4 separate regions of the Mus musculus genome follow, and regions 1, 3 and 4 are each linked to region 2. A link is a contact called in public Hi-C, HiChIP or PLAC-seq and promoter capture Hi-C data. All regions are on one chromosome and are shown on one strand. The core of a region is the stretch at or near the end of the contact, and the rest is flanking DNA. Distances in the headings are between cores, read along the strand shown. Region 1 overlaps Vwa8 (von Willebrand factor A domain containing 8). Region 2 holds the start of Vwa8 (von Willebrand factor A domain containing 8). Region 3 overlaps Vwa8 (von Willebrand factor A domain containing 8). Region 4 overlaps Vwa8 (von Willebrand factor A domain containing 8).

Evidence for each region. Promoter capture Hi-C pulls out the DNA fragments that hold promoters and counts their contacts. A called contact is a pair of places that touch in the nucleus more often than the background predicts. HiChIP or PLAC-seq counts read pairs in DNA pulled down with a chosen protein or histone mark.
Region 1: a promoter capture Hi-C map of liver shows a contact between it and region 2. The contact joins the enhancer-like site here to the promoter of Vwa8 in region 2. A contact is called at or near these places in 13 of 39 promoter capture datasets (the 3T3-L1 cell line, 3T3-L1-derived adipocytes, the C10 cell line and 8 more), 2 of 484 Hi-C or Micro-C datasets (both in liver) and 6 of 115 datasets of contacts at active chromatin or transcription factors (bone marrow-derived macrophages, cardiomyocytes, craniofacial prominence and 2 more).
Region 3: a Hi-C map of the CH12 cell line shows a contact between it and region 2, with 2.9 times the contacts expected there. The contact joins the enhancer-like site here to the promoter of Vwa8 in region 2. A contact is called at or near these places in 17 of 39 promoter capture datasets (the 3T3-L1 cell line, 3T3-L1-derived adipocytes, the C10 cell line and 10 more), 1 of 15 datasets of contacts at CTCF or cohesin (large pre-B cells), 5 of 484 Hi-C or Micro-C datasets (the CH12 cell line, bone marrow-derived macrophages, nephron progenitors and 2 more), 10 of 115 datasets of contacts at active chromatin or transcription factors (the NIH/3T3 cell line, bone marrow-derived macrophages, craniofacial prominence and 7 more) and 1 of 9 other capture datasets (adipose tissue).
Region 4: a contact with region 2 is called in an H3K27ac HiChIP or PLAC-seq map of stem cell-derived epiblast-like cells, with 2.5 times the contacts expected there. The contact joins the enhancer-like site here to the promoter of Vwa8 in region 2. A contact is called at or near these places in 15 of 39 promoter capture datasets (the 3T3-L1 cell line, 3T3-L1-derived adipocytes, the C10 cell line and 8 more), 2 of 15 datasets of contacts at CTCF or cohesin (large pre-B cells and pro-B cells), 8 of 484 Hi-C or Micro-C datasets (CD4 T cells, the HL-1 cell line, Sertoli cells and 4 more), 11 of 115 datasets of contacts at active chromatin or transcription factors (T-cell acute lymphoblastic leukemia, acute myeloid leukemia, differentiating embryonic stem cells and 8 more) and 2 of 9 other capture datasets (adipose tissue and liver).

What each region holds. Positions count from the first base shown.
Region 1 is chr14:79,046,497-79,051,815 of GRCm38.p6, forward strand. All of the region lies in intron 21 of Vwa8 (von Willebrand factor A domain containing 8), which reads left to right. Among named protein-coding and RNA genes, the nearest start is that of Gm30970, 86 kb to the right of the region's middle. Within about 2 kb of position 1,660, at least 10 of the 459 cell types and tissues checked have an H3K27ac peak or open chromatin away from gene starts, as enhancers often do. A contact at or near this core is called in liver, where this site is marked.
Region 2 is chr14:78,846,062-78,851,481 of GRCm38.p6, forward strand. It overlaps Vwa8 (von Willebrand factor A domain containing 8), which reads left to right and starts at 3,117. Exons shown (of 45, transcript NM_027906.1): 1 at 3,117-3,382. The coding sequence starts at 3,223.
Region 3 is chr14:79,087,045-79,092,563 of GRCm38.p6, forward strand. It overlaps Vwa8 (von Willebrand factor A domain containing 8), which reads left to right. Exons shown (of 45, transcript NM_027906.1): 30 at 5,247-5,357. Among named protein-coding and RNA genes, the nearest start is that of Gm30970, 45 kb to the right of the region's middle. Within about 2 kb of position 2,622, at least 119 of the 459 cell types and tissues checked have an H3K27ac peak or open chromatin away from gene starts, as enhancers often do. A contact at or near this core is called in the CH12 cell line, the HPC-7 cell line, the SN4741 cell line and 5 more, where this site is marked.
Region 4 is chr14:79,013,728-79,019,812 of GRCm38.p6, forward strand. Vwa8 (von Willebrand factor A domain containing 8) reads left to right here. Exons shown (of 45, transcript NM_027906.1): 18 at 4,880-4,986. Among named protein-coding and RNA genes, the nearest start is that of Gm30970, 120 kb to the right of the region's middle. Within about 2 kb of position 4,319, at least 5 of the 459 cell types and tissues checked have an H3K27ac peak or open chromatin away from gene starts, as enhancers often do. A contact at or near this core is called in embryonic stem cells and stem cell-derived epiblast-like cells, where this site is marked.

The sequences.
Region 1 (5,319 bases), core at 410-2,909, 200 kb after region 2:
GATTTTCCTGTCTCTGCTTCCCTAATGCTGGGATTACAAGTATCTACCACATCAGGCACATGCACAAAAAAAAAAAAAAAAAAAAAAGAAATTAAGGGGAAATTATTATTTCACCTTTATTGCCGGTATAAAATCACTGGTATTCCAATGGAGGAAGGAACCAAATATTTTTAGTATTTTTTATAATAAAAAATAAAACAAATGAACTCAGTGTTAAAGCTTTTCCAATCTCAGATCATCTGACATGTTCGATAGCATGCCCCAACCATGTACACTGCTACCCTCTCTGGGCGCCTTTCCAGCCAGCCCCACCTACAAGTTCCTTGTGGCATCACAGGGAGCAGGGACCAGTCAGTGGCTAAGACCTACCACCTCCCAGCTCATGCAGGGTGGCCATGCTTCTGTTGAGCTTTAGAAAGTGTGGAGCTGCTTTTGACAGCTATTGCTCTTAGATGGTGGCAGCAGTGACAAATGAGCAGATGGTATTTCTTTTTATGATTTATTTATGTGCATTGGCGTTTTGTCTGCATGTATGTTTATGTCAGGGTCCCGGATCCCCCCTGGAACTGGAGTTACAGACAGTTGTGAGATGCCATGTGGATGCTGGGAATTGAACTTGAGTCTTCTAGAAGAGCAGCCAATGCTTTTAATTGCTGAGCCATTTCTCCAACCCCTAATAGAAGGTTATTTCAACCAACAGATTTGGTATATGTTCCTGGGATTGCTCAGTGTACAACTCTATGAGAAATTCCTACGAACTGAGGTATATCTATAATGTTGTGCAGGAAGGAGAGTAACATTGCTGAAAATCTGAAAGTGCTATTTTCAAATAGTCAATAAACACGTTAGGTTGGGTTCTCTTGAAGCAGAGCCAGAGATAAGAATGTTTGTGTAAGGGCTGGAGAGATGGCTCAGAGGTTAAGAGCACTGGCTGCCTTCCAGAGGTCCTGAGTTCAATTCCCAGCAACCACATGATGGCTCACAACCATCTCATAATGAAATCTGATGCAGGTATACATGCAGATATACATTAAATAAATAAAACTTTAAAAAAGAAAAAGAAAAATGTTTGTATAAGTGATTTCTGAAGGACAGTTTTTATAGGAAACTTGCAGGGAAGTCGAAAATGGTGTAGACATTTAAATAAATGACCGTGTGATAGGGAGTAAATTGAGAGAAGTAGAATTTAAACACGAAAGTTTAGCAGCAGTGACTCACTTCGTAACTACTGTGGGATTATTCTGCATTTTAACAAATTTTCTAGTCTAGAGATTTAATGGGTAAGTTGATTCAGTATGAGATGGACCCCTAAGAGAACAGCAAAACGTGGACTGATGTCTGCTTAAGGGCCCAACCAGTAGCTAAAGTAAACAGGTCTACCTCCAGTCTCTCTTGGGGAAAGAGCCATCAGTGTCAGCCTGTTGACATAGAGGACATTAGCCGATTCTGTGTCTCTGCCCTGGTTTGCTGTAGCCTCCTAATTAAAAACTCAGCCTCGGTTCCATCCTCCTTGTGCCTCACAGTCCCCCAGCTGATCACTCTGTGCCCTTGGAGAACTTGTGGTGACTCCCAGTTCCGGGCAGCAAGTCCCAGAGCACCGTCCCTTCCTAATGCTTCTGTGCTCCTGGTCTTTGGCAAGCAGTTGTGGTTCCTGTTCTCTGTGCCACCTTTGGCCAAAGCGTTTGCAGTGCACAGCAGAGCAGGGAGACCAAAGTGTGACCGTCACCTCAGGGCGCTTGTCTGTGTGACATGTTCTTCAGCTGTTGATTAAACTGAACTTAGGGCTAGACTTTTAAATCACATCTAACTAAGTGGATCATTCCTGTTGTTTGTATCAAAATAGCTGTCTTTAACTTTTAAAGAAGGCAAATGAGTATTTTTAATTATCAACAAATAAAAAATGAAGATTATTTTAAGGTATTTTTCAGCTTTAGCTCATGGTTTTTTGCTTCTACTTTTGTATGTTTTGTGTCTCTTTTCAAGACAGCCTTTATTGATGGTAGGTTTAGAGACAGTGACCTAGGACAGGCTCCGCTAGCACACCTGTCATTCTTTACCACAGGTGCATGTTCCTGTCCCCGTCTACCCACTGGACAGTGAGCCCTCCGAGGGCAGGCCTAGGTCAGCTGCCTATTTCCAGCAAAACAGCCATACAGCCAGTGTTTGAAAAACGTCTTAAGTCCCAGTCAGTGAGTGACTCTCCCTACGTACCCACCGCTGTAACATCCATTTGGAGAATCTTGGCTCTTGAGTAGACATGAGACTGCCTGTGGACAGACTCCAGCATGATGTTTTGTTGTTGTTTTCTTTTCTTTTTCCTTTTTTAAAATTGGATATTTTCTTTATTTACATTTCAAATGTTATTCCTTTTTCTGGTCCCTCCCCACCTCCCCAAATATCCTACCTCCCCCCCCTCCCCCTGCTTCTATGATGGTGTTATCCCCTACTGGAAGGATAAACAGGCTGAGAAAGAAATCAGGGAAACAACACCCTTCACAGTAGTCACAAATAATATTACATAACTTGGTGCGACTCGAACCAAGCAAGTGAAAGATGTGTATGACAATAACTTCAAGTCTCTGAAGAAAGAAACCAAAGATCTCAGAAGATGGAAAGATCTCCTATGCCCCTTTTCCTTTTGTTTAACAATACTGTCACAGCTGATGTTCCTTCTGTAAGGGTAGGAGAGATCTCCAGGAAGTGGGAGGACTTTCCAGTCTCAGGATGACATGGCCTTGTGACATCAGACAAAGGTGCCTGTGCTGCTGGATCTATCAGCAGAAGCCAGCAAATGCTGTATGCATGCAGCCTTTCCCCAGCCTCACTCTGGATCACTCCAAAGCATTAACCCTCACACCAAAACCCATTGCTGATTAAGCCACCCATTTGCTTCATTTGGGGGTCAAGGAACGATATGAGAGATACAAGCAAATGCGCTCAGATGGTGCGATTTAGATAAAAGGTGACATGTGAAACAACAAGGTTCACACAAATGTGGCCAGAGAGCCCTGCTTCTCGGCCCTATGATCCCCTGGGGACACATGCACTTCTCCCTCTGCACTGAATGCACGGGAATGGAGAGCTGGAGCGGAAGCTGACTTTTGCCACTAACAGCAGCGTCTCCCCCTGAGAGCATCAAACACGAAGCAGCAGGCAGGTGAACTGGAAGGCGCCAGCAGTGCACACTTGCTTGCACAGCCACTTCTGCCCCACGTGACTCTAGCCTGCTCACTTGAGACTGGCAAATGCAGAACCAGATCAGTCGGAATGTTTTCCAGCCCATAAACCACCAGGAGTGGATTTCCAGAGTGAGCGACATCAGTGGCCATTTCTTTCCTCTGAACAAGACGTTAGTCATGGACTTCCTGGTGAGGAGAGTTACTGTGTTGTCCTGATGACAGCCCTGGAGCATCCCGGAAGAAAGGCGCCACACCAGCTTTCCAGTGAGCATTCTATGGGATCGTACTCGGGTCCTCAAGCTTGCATAGCACATAGCAAGCCCTTTCCAAATGATGCATCCGCCCAGCCTGCTGCCTAATTTGTTTAAATATTCCTCCAATAAAGCCATGTGTGTTACTACCAATGAGGTAAATATGTCTTGGATGAAAGACTACAGAATATCGTGCCATGAAAATTTGCTCAATTTTCCTCTTAAATAAGAAAATTAGAATGCACTACATTTTCTGATAGCAAAGAGCGTTCATCAGTCTTAGCCCCTGTGAACAACTTTTAATGTTTGTTCTTACCAATCCTTCTAACCCTTCCCACACTGACTAGAGAGAAACTGTACAGGGTCTCTCATTTTTGTCTGAAAAAGAGAAGTGCCTGCCAAAAAACAAAATTGTTTTGAGTTCTTAAAATTTCTCAACCAAGAAAGCTAGTTTTCAGCGAAAAGGATCCAATTATCTATGCTCCATTTGAGCAGAGGTTTTTATTTCCAAAGGCTGAACAACTTGCAAAGCTTTTCTGAGTTTGTGGGAATACTTGTCATGGCTTCATGAATAAAAGGATTCCTTGTGGAGTCGCATGTATCCAGAAGGGCAAGCAGACATGGGAGAGGTAAACCGACAAGCAGACATGGGAGAGGTAAACCGACAAGCAGACATGGGAGAGGTAAACTGACAAGCAGACATGGGAGAGGTAAACTGACAAGCAGACATGGGGGAGGTACGCCAGGCTGGCTTGAGAGGTTGGCACCAGGAGGAGACTGGCTTAGTTTCCTTTCTTCCTGCTGTTTCCAAGAAGACTACCCAAGAGCTGCGGAGTGGTACATCCATATCCAGAAAGCTTCTCTGAAAAAAAGAATTACCCCTACCCATTCTTCTGCCCGTCATGGTTTGATAGGACTTTTGGGAGGTTTAGGCTTTTAGTAAGGAGCAAGTGGTACTAGGTAAACGCTGTCCTCTATGGGACTATTTAAGGGCTGTCTTCAGTGTCTGGCAGGAATCCTAAGTAGTTTGTTCTCTAAAGGACTTTTCTTTCTAAGCCATGAGAAGGCTCAAGCACTGTGGGCATCCCCATTTCACCTCCCACACCACACACCTCCTTCCCTTGCTTTCCTCTCAATTTTCATCATTTTTCTCTATTATATTTCTTCATGATGTATGTTAATTGCCTCTAGAGATGAGTTAGTTGCCTTGGGCTTTAGGGGTCTGAGTGGATAGCAAGACAGATGTATTCAAATGTAGTCTGGTGCTGTTTTTAAATTTTGTATTGGATTAATCATATTCTTAAGTTTTGTCTCCTTTCTTTTGTATTGGTTGGCAACATTTCTTTTAACAAGGACTGAATCTATTTGAAAGCCCAAGGAAGCTTCTTTCCCAATATAGCAAGATAAAGTTGCATGTCACAGGAGAGGCCAGGTGCTTCTGTTATTCAGTAAAAGGCCAGGGTCAATCCTTAAACTTATTAGCATCATCTCCACGTGAGGACCTCCCTGTTTCATTAATAATTATTACCACACTTCTATTTTACTACTTATCTTAAAATAATGCAAGCTTGTAGAAGACTGGGCCTGTCAACAGCCATCTGTGGATCAGCGAAGGATTCATGGGGCCCTGATGAACTATCCCTGATGAACTATTGGCTACTGAAGGATTTGGGGGAAGGGAAAATCGTTACCTTCAGTTGTGTATCCACTGGTGCCACTCAGATGGCTTGGTCAAAATGAATGGATCACAAAACAAAGACTTTGGGAAAGGGACCTCTAGGCAGGAGACACTAATGGCAGAGGATGATGGGAGATGACAGTAAACAGAAAGCAGTTAAGTCTTGTGTGAAAATGTCAGTGAATTTAGCCAATAAAAAAAATATGTTCTT
Region 2 (5,420 bases), core at 1,867-4,366:
TTTCCTCTTACTGTATACATCACAACTTCCTGTAAACTGACATGATGTCTTAATTTCAGTTTTTTAAAAAGTTGTATTTTATTGGTTTATTTGTGCATATGTGTGTGTGTGTGCAAGTGTGCGCAAGTGTGCGCAAGTGTGTGTGTGTGTGTGTGTGTGTGTACTATGATTTATGTATAAAGGTCACAAGACAAATCGTAAGTAGAAATCTGTTCTTCCATCATGTAGGCTCCGGGGATCAAATTTAGGTTATCATGACTGGCACCAAGTGTGTTTACCTATCGAGCTACTTCATAGGTCTTCAGTGTGTTCTTAAAATTCAGTTATAATATATAGTATGTCTCTTGTATTTTTAATATAAATAACCAGGAACAAATTCTCTGACTGAATATTCTGAAAAGGCATATGGATCTACTAATGTACATCCTGGAAGAACAAGTTCAAACATTGCATTCTCTGTGAAGCCTCACTGGCCTTTCCTAGGTGTAGTATTGTTTGAGAGCCTTGAGCCTGCATCTTACACACATCAGTCTGTGTACATGTGTTGGTATGCCTGCTTTCTGCATTTGATGTGATTTCATTGTCTAACAGTAAATGGCTGAATGTGCTACAGTGTCTCAATCTATGCCATGCTGTAGTAGGCAAGCCTGTGGGTGCATTTTCTTAATCAGTGATTGATGTGTGAGGCCCACACGGGTAAGGCCTCCCCTGGGCTGGTGGTCCTGGGGTTTGTAAGAAAACAGGCTGAGGAAGTCAGGGGAAGGAAATGAATAAGCAACATCATGGCCTCTGAATCAGCTCCTGCCTCTGGGCTCCTGTCCTATTTGAGTTCCTGTCCTGACTTCCCTCAGTGACCTATGATAGTTACCTGGAAGTGTAAGCTGAAAAAAATCCTCCCCCACATCACCCCTGCAAACTCTCTTCTGGTGATGGTGTTTCACCAGAGAAATAGTAACTCTAACTGAAATAGTTAGGTAATAGTACCTCCTATTTGTGAATTGTGTCAAATAAGATTGTTAATTAAAGTGTTTAGCACAATCTCATGACATAGAGTATGTGCTCTGCATGAGTCAAGTCTCCCTAGAACAGGATGAATTGAATGAATATATGTTTCACAAAGGTGTTTAGTTTCCCCAGTAGGAACTGGGAAATCCAATATTGGTTGTCTGTACATTAGAGAGGTGGAGAACCTGGTAGCTGCATAGTCCACAAGGCTGGGTTCTTCAGCATTCTCTGCTGGTGGTGGAGGTTTCGAGGTCTCCTTTCAAGCCACTTCGTCTTCAGTCTCTGTTTGAGAATTGGATTCTCATGGCAGTGAATTATGATCCTCATCAGCCAGAGGCAGAGACAGGCAAGCAAGAGAAAGGCTTTTCCCTCCAACTCTTTCTTTTTAAGTTTCCTCAGGAAGGTACTGCACATGCTGGGTGGGAGAGTCTTCCCCTTTGAATTACTGCTTCCTTGAAATGCCCTCATAGACAGGTCAGAGCCTTGTCTTTTAGTCAAATCCAGACCTAATCTACTTGACTGTAACAATGGTCAACTATCTCAGGCTCAAAGGAGGAAAAGCAATTTGTAAATTTCTATGCTGCTTGCATGTTTGCCATTAACCCAATTCACATAGGGATTAAAAAAGAAAAGAAAAGGAAAAAAAGAACAACAACAACAACAACAAAAAGAAAATAAAAAGAGGATATGACTCCTCCTGGGTAAGAGGGTGGAGAAGGTGCATTATAGATGTGAGGGAGAAAACACAGAGGCAGAGGCATCTATCTGGCAGGGTTCAGAGTGAAAATGAACACCTGAGTGAGGGTGGTGTGTGTGTGTGTGTGTGTGTGTGTGTGTAGAGGGGAAGCTGGGAGAGGAGAGAGCCAGGATCCAGGAAGCCAGACCAGGAGACCAAAAGAGGACCAGAGTAGTCAAAGAGGCTGGATTGTAGATGGAAGAGCAGCTTGGGGGAAAGATAGTACTGCCTCTGGGTTGGAGAGTTCAGAGTAGGGGACTGAGTGCCTCTACCAGGAGGATCCTGTAACAGGTGGGAATGGAGAGATAGGAGGAGGATCTAGTGGCTAGTACCAGCTTTGATGTGTTAACAGGGACCTCTGTTAGCTTTTATCTGTTAACTGGCACCTCCTATAGCTGGTTGTCTCAGATTTGAGGCCTAACAGGTGTGGTTGTGAAATAGTGAGAATCTATCCATGTAATAATTATGCTGTTTTGACATCTTTAATGTTCACTCCTTTATTTTCGATTTCTCCAAACTAGTTTAAATTATTTCTCTGCCACCTCCATTTACTTCTAAGTTTAGTTCCTCGGGAAGTTTAAGTGCCTGGGAGGTGGGTGCTTAATATGGATGTAAGATACAGGTAGGTCTAGAATTGGCAAGGCCATTCTCTGAGAGCCAGGCCTGCATCTTGTTTGTTTGATTTCATTGTGCAGAACTTCATTAAAACTTTTTGCTTTGGTTAATTCACTCTTGACATTTTGGGGAGGCAGCCTAATTACATTAGACTTTGTTTGCTTTATGGAAGACTGCTGCTGCTTTTGGAATGCATGGTAGGGAGGGAGCCTTAGTCAAGTGTCCTACTTTTTCCTCACTAAAGACATAAATTATGTTTATATAACCCTTGCCTTGTAGCCTGACTGGATCCTTCTGGTAGTTGAACGTTTTTTCATTCACCATTATAGTGTAACATTTCCTCTTGCAGTTTAGAAGATGATAAAACAGGAGCGGCAAAGGAAGGCTAAACTGAAGCTTTCAATGCCTGTGGTGTGGAAACCCTGGGAAGATGACAACGAATTAAAATAGGTGAAGTTCCAGAATCTCTTGAATATTTTCTCCATTCTGAAAAAAGATCCGAAGCAGTATCGAGGGGAAAGCCCACAGTGCATCATAACACAGTAGGCTAGCAGCCAAGAAAGAAACAGGGCATACGCTCAACTGTGCTAAAGGTCTTTGGCATCTCCCCAGCTCCGGGCGTCCCTGGGGCGACCACGCCTGGGGCGGCGCGCCGGGCTCCGGTAGCCGATCCTACCGGCTGGCGCTCGGCCTGCCCTCCGCCCCGGGCCGGGCCCATCCCGCAGAGCCCGGCGAGCCGGGGGAAGGAGTTTCCGGCGGACCCGCCTCCCTGCCGCTTCCTGTCCCGCTCGCCGATCGCCTCCTGCCCGGTCCAGGGACTGTGCTTGTCCGAAGCCCCTGGAGGTCCCACGCATGCCTCCTGCACCATGCAGTCACGCCTCCTCCTCCTAGGAGCCCCGGGCGGCCTTGGGGACGTGGCCTCCCGGCGAGTGCGGCTGCTCTTGCGGCAGGTGTTGCGGGGCAGGCCGGGCGGGGACCAGCAGCGGCTGGAGGTCAGGCTGCTGCACTCTGGGGCGACCGACTCAGGTAACTGGGCCCTCCGCCTTCGCTGCCGCTGCCCTCGCTGCTTTGTGATGTGGGGCAAGGCGCTGGCGCCCCCTGGGCTCCACTCTGAAACCTTAGGGGTCCGGACTAAGGTCTCTGATGCCTAGGAACACAGTTTTCTCCCACTGGAGATTTTTGTACAAGAATCCTCACGTAGACTCTAGGACACTGAGAGGTTTATGCTGCAGCCTTTGGGGGCTGTTAAGACTCGTGCTTGACCTTGACCTTTGACTCCCGAGGGCTTGGTTTTGTGTCATGAGCCAAGTAGGGCTCGTGATGGCATAGACACGTGTACAATCTTGCTGGAGAACCTGTGCCCATGTTCCTTCCCAATTTTAACAGAAGACTCGGTTTCAAGCACTCTTAGAACTGAAAGTCATCGCTTTAGTTAAAACCCTATACTATAGTCGGAATGAATGAGTCCCAAAAAAGAGGGAAACAAAAAAAAAAAGTGCCTCGCTGAGGATCACAAGGTGAAATTGCGATTCAAAACTTGCCTGTCCTCGATTATAGCTTCTAGAGCATGTACTTGCTTTCCACTCTGTTACTCAGTTTTCATCTGCGTGACAACATTAAAACACACACACACACACACACACACACACACACACACACACACACACACACAGAGCAGCCTAAAACAAGGGAAGATTTCTTGGCTGGAAGTTACAGATGTTTCAGTGTATGCTTAATACTTTAATCACTGTGGCCTGTGGTGAGGCAGAAATTCGTGATGACAAGAGGACTTAGCAGAGGGAAGCTGCTCTCTCAGGGAGGCAGAGAGAGAGGAATCGGGGATAAGACCTACTTTTCAAAGAATCTACTTTGTCTCACTAGGTTCACCTCCTTGTGTGTGTCATCTCCAGATAGTATCATCTCATCTAATAAATCCATCATTTCACCAGTCCAGATGATAATACACTCTTATCAGAGAAGGCAGATGTCAAGGGTAGAATGTGGTACAATCTGACAGGCTTTGAGGTTGAGCAGTTTTGGGTAGACTCCGTTTGTTTGTTTGTTTGTTTGTTTGTTTATTTATTTATTTATTTATACTCTCTAGCTAACTATAAGAGCCATGAGTCAGCAGATAGAACATTTAATTGAAAAGAGGTTTTTAAAAAAATGAAAAAAAATTTGTTTTGTACTGATATGCCTCACTACAACAAGGGGCACTGAAACTGAGAACTTGTGTATTCACCAGAGACCTGGGCACATGTAAGAGCCCTCATGACAGAGTGAAAGATTAACTCTTGGCTATCCAGACTCCTAAGGTTAGGGCTTTCAAGGTGAGAGCGGCACAGTTGGAACCAGAGGTCATACACAGGCCACAGCCGTAGCACAGAAAGCAGCAGGCTGTGATGGATGAGTGTGGATGCTGGGAAGACTCTCAGTTGTACTCCAGCACGTGACCAGACTCCCTTTGTCCTCTGTTGTCACTGCTTCCTAGCAGTGTGACGGGAGAACAAAGTACATGAAAAACAAACTCAAGTTGTAGACTTTGCTTCTCCCGAACTGTATGCCTGTTTGTCTTGTCTGCACGGTCCTTTGGTGCCTGTCATCACTGGGTACCTAACAAGCGTTCGGTGGCTTACTGGGTCAAAGTTCATGGAGACTGTTTTTGTGAGAGGCTGCAATTGCTTTGCTGGCTTTCATGATAGTATACCTTTACTAAGCTTGATATGAAGGGGGAAGAGGCCATTTATGTAAACAGTAAAAAAGAAGTTGGGCAACTTTAATCCCAGTACTGTGAGTTGAAGATCAGCCTGGTCTATAACAGTTCCTGCATAGCCAGCTCTATGTAGAAAGAATCTGTCTAAAAAAAAAAGCTTAAACCAAACCACCCCAAACAAACCAACAGACTCTCACAGCTCCTGCTTAGCATCCCTTTCCGTCGGATGGGGTAGAACCTATAACTTGTAAATTCTTTATCTGTATGCTTTAATTAGTAGGAGTGGTATCTCAAGGTTTTAGAAACAAATGGTCAGTCAGCAAGGAGGTTATCACTCCACAGCATAGTTGA
Region 3 (5,519 bases), core at 1,372-3,871, 240 kb after region 2:
TCTGCCTTACCACGTGGACAGTTAAGAAGCTGTCAGTCTCTTTAAAGAGATGGACAGAAAACTAGGAAACCAACAAATAAATACACCTCCTCCAGGTTGTGTAGAAGTGGGGTGACCTCAGAGAGCGTGGTGGGGAGAAAGTAGGTTAGGAGGGTAATTGAACTCAGAGTGCCACACTATCTCCTCCTCTGAGGAGATAACATTTTATCTGAGATCTAAATGACATTCTCAGGAGATAACCACAGAAATCCAGAGTGTGATGCACTGGGATCCTTCTTTGTCAGTGATGCTCAGCCTCTAGCCATCCTGGTTATAGATTAGTCAGCTAAGGTCTCACTAATGAAAAGTGCAGGTGCCCAGCTAGTGACGGGCTGGAAGTAATTCCAAACAGATGACGCAGAGCAGAAGATGGGCTGTGCTTCACTTAGTGCAAATTCTTAAGGTCTCATTAATCTGTACTATAGCAATGGCAAGTAGTCTGGCTTTGGGTGCCTATTTTCTGCCTAACATCTAGCAGGTGTTGCACGGAGCATAGCACTGACTTTACATTTCCTGTGCCTGCTGCTAGGAATACAGCAGGAAAGAGCAAAGATGGCTCCACGGTCAGGAGCACTTACTGCTCCTGCAGAGGACCCGGTTCTCTGATACCACAGCTCACTATTGCCTGCAACTCTTGTTCCAGGAGATCCAGTATCCTCTCCTGACCTCTACGGACTATGACATGAACATTATACACATAAACTTGTGCAAGTGCACACATACATACCCATAAGAGCAATAAATAAGTAAATAAATAGTTTTTTTTTTTTTAAAGAGATAGCAGTTGTGTTTATTCTCAGTTTATAATCTGGTCCAGGATAGACAAGAAGAGATATAAAGCACGAGTTAAATTCCGCCTTGGCCTGAAGTGTGACGTGTGAGAGAGTGGATGCAACGGAAAATAAGGCCACTGGAATGGCCTGAGTGGCTGATGGCGGCAAACAGGAATGGAAACCTAGACGAAGAGTGTAGGTGCAAGGAATGATAGGCTCTGAACCCCAGAGGCTAGAACATTCCCTCCTCCATTTTGAAGGTTGAAGGGGGGGGTGGGGGGCAGTGAGAAAAGGTGAAGTAGAACCGTTATTCAGTGAGCAGGAGTAGAGGTGAGGGAGAGGAGGCTGTGGGTAGCAGACTGCTCAGAGTCTTGCATGCACTGGAAGGCCCTGAGAGTAAGAGGGGAGTGTCAGAAAGGGGTCTCTTCAGTTACTCTGTGTTATCAGGGAGTAGTAATGAGGCAGAACTGAAGGGGCCAGTTCAGACCTTCTTACAGTGAGCCCTCCAAAAAATATTGATAGCCTGGAGGAGGGTGAAGGTCATAAGTGATTGACCCTAGGTGCATTTTGACGGGATAGCTGGCAGGACTTCCTAACAGAACAGGCATGTGGAGGGAGTTCCAGGACAGCCCCCAGAGCATCTCAGTGAGACCCTACCTCAAACAAACGGATGGAAAGCATGAAGTCCTGAGTTCAGATCCTTATCCCACATAAGAGCTTTACAACCAGGAGAATCCACCAGAGACAGCACCTGTCAGGGGGAATTTAAATTTAATAAGCTAACCAAATTTGGATGAGACTCAGAAGTGGAAGTATTTATTCAAACAGTTCCCCAGATTTTCAGCTTGTCACATTAACAGAAATTTACACATACAAATTCTGTAAAACTATTAGTTTTTAGATGCTCAGCTCCTGTTTTATTTCACAAAAGACCCAATTGTTTGGCAACATTGTAGACTAATTTTTTTTGTAGACTAATTGTTTTGTTCAGTGATTTTCATCAAGGAAATAAGGTTTTCATTGTAGAGCTGTACTTGACTGGCACAGCCTGTGCCTGGCCCGGAGGCATTCTCAGACCCTGTCTGACTTCTGCATCCTGAGTGACATCTGAGGTATCTTTCCGCTGCCTCTCCTCTCCCTCTTCACACAGGTTGTTCCAGTTGACTGTTTTAGAAAATGGTGCAGCCAGGCTGAGCCGTGGTGATGCACACCTTTAATCCCAGCACACGAGAGGTAGAGGCAGGTGGATCTCTGATTTCGAGGCCAGCCTGGTCTGCAGAGCAAGCTCCAAGACAGCCAGGGCTACACAGAGAAACTCAGTCTGGGGTCAGGGTGGGGGTGGGGTGGGGCAAATGGAGCAGTTTAACTAGTGGTATAAAAATGTGGGCTGCCCTCGAGTCCTTCTTCCTGATTCTGGAAGAACTGAAGACAGAGTTGAAAGGGACACAGTGCAGCCACAAATAAATCTGTCCCTTATCATTTTAAAATAAAGTTTTGCTGTAGATGCATCCTCCTGGTTAGTTGGAAAGTTGTTCAAAAATTCCTTACTAAAATAAAATCTTAAGTGAGGACAGGAAAACTAAAAATAACGGCCTTGCCCTGCCCCTGTTCCCAAGGGTTCCTTCAGTCCATCTGCTTAGCCTTTAGTGTTTCAGACTTGGGCATGGGGGCCATCTGAAGGTCACTCTTCTCCCAGTCAGATACAAACACAAGAAAATGGCTCAGTTGCTCCTCTACCCTGCCCCCAGCTCAAGCAGTGCCAAAGCCACAGTTTCTTGTACTCATGTGTGACGTGAGTTTCTATTTTTAAGCACAGGCAGAATATATCATTAGTCATTTACAGAAGGAACCCATTAACATCTAAAAGGATGGAGCCACAGAGTTCCTTCAGGCTGCCAAGTGTTGGTGGAAGCCATTCTCAGCCCACGGGGCAGTGCACTTTGGCTGTGGACACATGTGCTAGGAAATAAAAGTTGTGTGTGTGTGTGTGAGTGTGTGAGTGTGTGTGTGTGTGTGTGTGTGTGTGTGTAACTTAGCAGGACAGTGCTCAGGTCATGTATGCCCAGTTAGGAAGATGTAGGTTTTTTTTTTTTTGTTTGTTTGTTTGGTTTGGTTTGGTTTGGTTTGGTTTTGAACCTAGAAGAGGAAGGGAAATGGAAATTACAGTGAATTCTCTGTGTAATCATCTGCTCATTCTTTATTTTTAAGGGGGGACACTTTACTTTAGGACTTCCTTTAGTAGCAGATGGCTTAAGAGCTAAGGATTTATGACAGAGTTGTATGTATTTATCATGCAAGAAACATTTTCTCTATTAAAAGCTACCCAAAAAGAATTTAACCTAGAACAAAGACCTGGTAAATTTTTAACTTGCTTTTATGCTTTCTTTTTCAATTATTTTCATGTTTATGTATGTGTCAAGGTCACAGGATGATGTCTACTGTCCCTATGGGCCTCACTCTGCCTTATATAGTGAAGCAGGCTCTCTCACATGTGCCCAGAGCACACAGGCTCATCTGGTCTAGCTCACTAGATTGCCTGGCAAATCCCAGTTCTACCTCAAAAATGCTGGAAGTCCAGGTAGCCACCATGCTAGGCTTTTATGGCTTTTATGATTCTGGGGACCCAAGCTCTGCTCCTTGTACTTGCTGATCAAACACTGTTCCCACAGACTTGTCTCCTCTGCCCTTGTTTTTATAATTGTAGAAGGAAAAGCTTCTTGCTCTCACCACCATTTTAGAAATATTCAAATACCAGTAAACAAGACTTCTTGGGCTAGATGTTATTCTAAAGAGTATGTCTACTGTAGGTTCTTAATAGAGAGTCAGAAAACGATGCAACTTTAGGTGTGTCAAGGTCTCATCTTAAATAGAATAAAACAGAGTTTGTTCTGTAGCCATTAGAAGTGATCATGGCCCCAGGGAACACGGGTTTAGGTTTCCCCAAATTCCATGTCCAACGTGGAAGCGGGTTCGTGAAGTTTTTAGAGTTTTACAGAGCAAAGAAAGTCATGAATCAGATCAAGTTTAAAAACCAGCTTCTTTGAAATCTTTGAAGATATTTAATCTTTTCTAGCTTTCTCTATTTTAAATCCCTATTGCATATATTCCAGTTCATAAGTCCAATGCTTAGGTTTATTTCCTTTCTTGAAAAAAAATTCCTGAGAGATTGTTACTGCACTGTGAGGCCATTAGGATGGGTCCCAGGACTGGGTTCTCCTCCTCCTCCGACGTACAGTAAGGGAGCAGGGAAGGCAAGGTCTCAGCACTCAGGCAAGTTTCACTGAAAGCCAGAGAGGACAGGACCTGCCCCAGGAAGAGGAGGGTCCTGGAGATGTGTTCACGTCTACCGAGAGGTGAGGGATGGTGGATAGTCCTTCAGAACTGACTGCTCATGCTATCGCAGGTGAAACTGGATGATAAAAAGCCACATAAGCTTATTGGTTCCCACCACAGGAACCTCCAGTGTGAGATGTGAGAGTTCCTAACTCAGAACAGCTTCCTTCAGAGGGGAAAACAAAAACAGAACTACCAAGCCTTTGTCACACAGAGGGAGGAGAATCCAGAAGTGGGCATCTTAAATGTTTAAATAAAAAGGACTTGAGTCTTCTTAGCGCCTCTTTCCAGTCTCTCTGCCCGCCAGGGATCGGCCCCACGGCTGGCCCCCCAGTTGCACAGCTCCACAGAAGCCTTGTTTGTGTGTTATTGTAGCAGCAGTAATGGAAGTTCCATGGGCAACAGGGCAGAGGCAGCCTTATACCACTGCTCCCTACGCTGAAGAGCTCCACTCAGATATCCCACATCCTTGACTTCCCCATAGAAAAGAATTTCAGGCCAGGCCAATATTAAACAAAGCTGGTGGGGGAGGGGCGTGTTCTTGTTATTGGGAGTGGTTTATTATTGGGAGTGGCAGATTTGTTTTGTTTTAAAATTTGTGTGTGTGTGTGTGTGTGTGTGTGTGTGAGAGAGAGAGAGAGAGAGAGAGAGGGAGAGAGTGTGTGTTCCTGCATGTAGGTATGTACATTGCGCGTGTGCTTGGTTGGGTACTGGATCCCCTGTAACTGGAGTCAGAGGCTGTGGTCCACCATGAGGTCCTCTGTGAGAGCATCCAGTGTTCTTCTCTCCAGCCCCGAGTATGATCTTCACTTCCTGACTATAATAAACTGAAGTATAGAGCAGCCACCTTTGATTTTTAAACAACCTTCAAAAGAAAAGGATACATAATTGCCTAATTAGAAAATCTCAGTAAATAATTCAAACCGTATTCTGTGTGAAGATTACTGAGTGCTCACTCTCATGATAGCTTACATTTCAATATCATTGTGTTTCCTTCGGTTTATCATAGTAACCTTCCCTCTCAGGTTCCTAGTCACTGCTGTTTTTGTGGTGGTGGTGGTGGTGGTGTCTTCAATTTCATACCGTTTTCTTCATTTCCAGAGTAATGCCGTCCTCTTACTCGACACTACTGGCAGTGCCATTCGCCGTCTCGTCCTTCCCACAGAAGAGTTTACATCTAAGAAGTCTTCATGGTGGAGCAAGGAGGAAGGTGTAAGGAATACCAGATTTGCCTAGCAAACTGATGGCCAGGGATTTTCCCAACTGCAAAGATGGATGCCTGTCTATCCCTCCCAGTGCCAAACAACAACAGAAACTAGAAGCCACAGAAGAGTTATTAAGCAATTTTAGATTTTGACATGGGAAAACTGTGTA
Region 4 (6,085 bases), core at 3,069-5,568, 170 kb after region 2:
TTCAATAAAAAAACGGGGGGAAACAAACAATACAGTTTCCCAACTATAGCTAAACTCCTCTTAGCTCCTCTGGAATATTCTTAGTACCTCATGGATAAAAAAAAAAGAGTTCTTCAACGTGATAAGGACTGCTGAATTGAAATTTACAGCAAGCATTTCTCATGGTAAAATACTTGGTATATTTTTTTCAGCATTAGGAGGAAATGAGAATAGTATCTTCACCCTTATCCCCTGTGTCTGCCCAAGGTTACATCATCAGTCATAGTCACAGTATTCAAGGGACAGTCATGTAAATTACTAGAACAAATAGAGTCTAAGGAAGTTCCTATGTTCACAGATCGATGGCATTCTTGTACTCTTGCTGACAAGAGTCAGTCAAATAGATGACATGCTATCCGTCTGTGGAGAAAAGAATCAATCTATTGATGGTTGTCAGAGGGAAGCTCTCCTTATGGCTGCATAGAAGAGATTCATTGTTATAAAAGTGCCCTCCCAGCAGTCTACATGTGCATAGTCAGAATCCCACAGTTAATAGTGGATTTGACGAGTGAGTCTCAGGTTGGCATGGAAATAGAAATTTCCAAAAATAGCCTAGGAAAATCTGAGTTTATGTGATCGGACAGTGTCTGTTGTGTAGCTGCATTCTTCATACCATGTTACTGCAAAGAAAGTGAAACTATAGAAGCTACAGATTTGTGAAGCTTAGTGTGTGTGAGCACATCATTATTAATGTAGAAATGGACAGACATGCCAACAGAGGGTTAAGACTAACATTGTTCACATTGTCTTATAAAAAAGGAAAATCTGGTCATGTACCCAAAGGAGTGTAATCTACGGTGGAAACTAAAGCCAACACCTAGGAGTATGCTTGACAAAGCTGACGGTCAAGGGTGGACTAGCACCCAGAAAACGACTAATTAGAAAGGAAAAGAACTGTGCCTGCATAGGCAAAGAATCGACTAGGCATATATATGGAGAATGAGTGATTCCAATACAGTTAACACTTGGCAGGATCTGACCTTATTACTGATCAGGCCAGCGAGCATGCAAACAGTCCCAGTTACCATTCCACACTTAAGGTTTTGGTAATAGTCTCTGAAGTTTTCTGGAATGTTAACATATTTTAGAGTTTTTAAATGTTTACTTTTTACTCCCTTAAATAGATAATTGCATGTGATAACTAGTATTTCCAGTATTCTCAGAGGACCACAGTAAAAGTCTGTTTTCTTTTTGGTTTTTCGAGACAGGGTTTCTCAGTGCAGTCCTGGCTGTCCTGGAACTCACTTTGTAGACCAGGCTGGCCTTGAACTCAGAAATCCGCCTGCCTCTGCCTCCCAAGTGCTAGGACTAAAGGTGTGCGCCACTACACCCTGAAAAAGTCTATTTTCTTATCACCCTGGAACCCTTTGGAAATGGGTCCACCACCTGTCTTGTCCACCCATCATCTGTTGCCCTTAGCAAGCCTACGGTGGGGCACTATCCGGCCAGCCTCAAAGGAACACAGAGGCAGGAAGGAACCAAAGATTATTGGTGCATGCCCAGCAATGGTGGCGCATGCCTTTAATTCTGCACTTGGTAGGCAGAGGCAGGTGGATTTCTGAGTTCGAGGCCAGCCTGGTCAACAGAGTGTGTTCCAGGACAGCCAGGTTTCACAAAGAAACCCTGTTTTCAAAACAAAACAAAACAAAACAAAAGATTATTGGTGCATGAAGTGGGTTTTCCTTTCTTAATAACCTCTTTTCATATTGAAGCAATGAAAGGAACTGAATTTTATTGAGCCTTTAAGACAAAAATGAAAAGTTTCATAAAATACCTGTGAAGTACTTATTAAGCAGATAAAATCCAGAGAAGCCAGTCTCGTGCTGGGCTATCTTTTGTTCATGCTCCTCATCTGAATTACTGTGTAGTCTTTCACTCTTTGCTCTGCATATGACTCCAGAGTTGTAGCGTACAACTACATTATTTAGTGTCTAGATACTCAAAACCCAGGGCTAGAGCAAACATTTAGAGGCTCAGGACATACGCAGTTTGAGTTCTAAAACTGCCTCTTTTATAGAAGGATGAAAGGCCACCATATATAGATTTCTAGTCCACTCTGTTATTTTCTATTACATTGACCTATGCACTTCTGAATAATTTTGGAGATAATGATCTTTTAGTGGTAAAATATTGTATAGAGCTGTAAGAATCCTATCAGAAATAAATATTAACTATCTTGAAAGTGAAGTAATGAAAAAAATTATTCCAGGCACCAAAAACTGAGTTACACACATTTTTTTTTAATTCCAGCTGGGTGTGGTGGCACATGCCTTTAACCCCAGCACTCGGGAGGCAGAGACAGGAGGATTTCTGAGTTCAAGGCCAGCCTGGTCTACAAAGTGAGTTCCAGGACAGCCAGGGCTATACAGATAAACCCTGTCTCAAAAAATCAAAAAAATAAATAAATAAAAAATAAAATAAAATTTCAAATGATATAAAATTAATAGTATGTATAATATTTCTACTTTGTAAATGGTTATATAATTAATTTTAAAATAAGCCTGATAACTAATCATACCCAGTGTTTAGCAGTCAACATGAAAATTTTACTGTCTCCAGGAATAGAGACTGACTACCTAGAGACAGCTTTGTCTTAAAAACTGATTCTTTTTTTTTTAAGGCTATGTTTAAAAACTTCTTTGGGCTTTTCTCTTAGTTAGGTTCATTGACTGTAAGTCTACTAGATCTTAATAATTGTATTTAAAGGCCTTGGAAAAATACTGAATTCCATTTGTAGAACTGCCTAAACTTAATACCTTGAAGCTTTGAAACTAATAAATTGCACATATAACAAATAATCCCAGATTACAAACTACATTTACCAGGTAGACTAGACTATATTAAGTCTTATAATACCACTTGAAAATTATCAGTTCCAATCACCAGTATAAATTAATTTCTTATACATTATAAATAAGACTCTTTGATATCCATTGTACTGCTAAAGCATGTTATATCACTCTTTCAACAAGGTGTCCCTGTGAAGTTGGCTAGCCCTTATTGCTGTCTTTGTGCCTCAGACCCCCCATTGCCAGCACTACTGGTATAGGTCCTCATCTGTTCCTTTAGACCTAGTATTACTATCTCTCTTCTCAAGTCTTTTATCCTCTAGTCTTTGGACAAGACCAGAAGTGTTCCCATATAGGGCCAGTCTGAGATGTGTTAGTAGACACTGTGGAGATCAGCAGACAAGTCAAAGCTTGTGAGTGCTAGGTATCAGTCCAGGTGATCTAACAGGGAATAGTAAAAAGGCCCAGGAAGGGCCCAATATTCCCAGGCTCGGGGGGCAACTGTGAGAAGAATGTTGTGCATGATGCCAGGTCAAAAGCTCAAGAAACAGGATGGAAACCCTGTAATGGGCTCAGTAGATAAGGTGGGGGCTTGGTTTTGAACAGCAAAGCCATGATCTAAGACATGTGATGACTTGTGAATTGATAAGATAAAAACCTAGAGGTATGTAAACTTCCCCATGATCTTATAGGACCCAAGGGAGGCAGTAGGTAAGACACAGTGTCAGGTCTGTGGCTCAGAATCTTATGGGGACAGGGACTCATAATCCCCCTAGTCCCCCAGTGTTTTACACTCTCTCATTCACATGCCTCTGGCTTATGCCATCCTTTGTACTATTAGGGGTTTGTTCTCAAGTCTGAGGGAGCATGTGCAAGGTTTAGTACTATGTAAACCTAAATTTGGATGGTGTTTTCTGCACTTGTTTATTTGGGACACTGCATTACCTGATGATTGCTTTATACTAGCATAGAATAGGCAATCACTGACTGAAGTTCCTTCCTGTGAGTTAACCAGGATCATAAATTCTAAACATAACTTTGTGCAGAAGGAAAACTCCCGCAGACTAACCCCCTTTTTTGGGTCTCCTATCTGCACAGAACGGGTCTCTGATGGCAAGTGGGTGAAGGAGTGGGCGAATGACAAAGACAACAGGAGAAAGTGTGTTGTATCTAAGTGTAATTTTTCAAATCAAGCATCAAACTTTTTATACAGAAGAATAACAAGAAACCAGGCGAGAGACACATCCACCAAGTTACAGTGACACAAAGCAAAAGGAATGTATACATCAAAAGATGGCGGGGACCAGGCCACTTTAATCACTAAGAAGGGAGCCAGGTGTAATGCTAGTCTATTGTTAAGCCCACCACCAGGGGTTCTTAGTAAATGCCTGATTTATGTTGCTTCTTTGAGCCTAGTGAAGAAACGTGTGGGAATGCCAAGGTTCCAGGAGGCGAGTTTCCTTGCCTTGTGAGTGCTTCCAGGCCTCTCGGCCTGTCAAGCAGACTTCACTGGAGTGGATGTAGCAGAAAACTGTTCCAAGCCACAGTACTTACAGTGTCTTTGTAGTTGAAGAGTGTCTTGTGGCACACAGATTGTTATTTTGACAATAAAATAGGTAGAAAGAGATTCCATAATGGAAGGAAACACAAAAATGAATGATCTTTCTGTAATTTATGTTTAAAAAGTAAGGAAAACCACATTAACCTACTTCTGCTGATTTAAATTTGTGTTTGCCACCTTAGAGCAGGCTGGAATATTGCTGTTTTATTCACTTAGGAAAAATTTGATATGCTACAATATACAATTTCACAATAAACAGGAAGTACACAAAATCCACTTATGAAAGCCCAAGTTTTCATCATAATCTGCAGAATGTATATAAATGAATATTGGTATTACATATAAGCTTAGTTATTAAAGATTACAGTAACATATGCTTTACACACAGTTTTTCCTTAATCGGTTGCAATTAGTGAAGGAGTGTGTGTTAAAAGACACTTGAGAACTGAAGGAAGCATTGCTTTCCTCACGGTCCTCCATCCCTTACTAGGTTCTTACCAAGCCTTGCTCAGTCTGCACTGGAGAAGAATCTGGCAGATGCGGCAATAGAAACAAACACTGAGGACAGCCTGGAGCCAGAGCTGGAGAATTACAAGTGTAAGTACTTGACTTGGCTAAGTGAAGGTTACATAACAATGACCAAACACTTGGTCCGAGAGCTTTCAATAAAGCTCTTGTTAAATCCATTTCGTTTTTTGTGTATTGTACTTAACAAGTGAATCTGTATTCCTTTCTTTAAGAAACAAATCTGTGGTCAGACATAGTTGTGCATGCTGTGAGTTCAAGGCCAGCTTGGTATACAAAGTGAGTTCAAGACAGCCAGGGTTGTTATAACAAGAGAAACCCTGTCTCCAAAAACAAAAGCCAAAGTCAAAGCCAAACAAATAATAAAAACCAGTCTGAAGCCATTTTTTAAATATCACTTCTTTCAATGAATATTAGACAAACCCCTGCCCCCACTTTGCATGCGTGCCAAGAGTCAGTTTGATACTAACATACTAAAGGTTTTAGAAGTTTCTGTTGTAAATTAACTTGTCTAATTTTGACAGATATATGTCTTTGCAAATGTGTTTTACCATACAGACGAGAATTCTGTTTTCGTCATACATTTGCATTTTGAGGGCTGCCAAGTTTCCTTTTGGAGCATGTCACGGAGCATTTTCTAGGGTGACATAGACTAATGTAATGAGAGTCCCCTCTGGTCCCTCATTCACCCACAGAGCCACCTCTCTTCTGCCTACCCAGGAGGAGAAGCTTGAACTGGGGAAGACAGAACACTCTAAAAGTTTTCTGTCCTTCAGTTAGAACACAGGGAAAATTTCCCTTCTTAGTAGAAGTCCTTGTCCTTCAAAGCGTGAGTGTGTGACTGTTCTCCAACGGCACTGTAATGGCTGCTTTTGTGATTAGTGTTTTAGTAACTGTGGCTATATTGAACTAAGAATTTAGTATTAAGGAAATTGAATGAATTTTTAAAGATAAAACTATAAATTTGATATTGATGGATCTGAACATATGTGCAGAGGTCGCTCACAGAGACATAATAGCCCTGGACATATAGAACCTTAACGTTGTTTGATTAGAGCTGATAACATATCTGAGGAAGATTATGTTGTCAGGATGGTAGATTGCTCAGTTCAGGAAAGGTCAGGCCCAGCTGGCAGCATCCATCTAAGCTTCCTGTAGGGGATGAGGGACT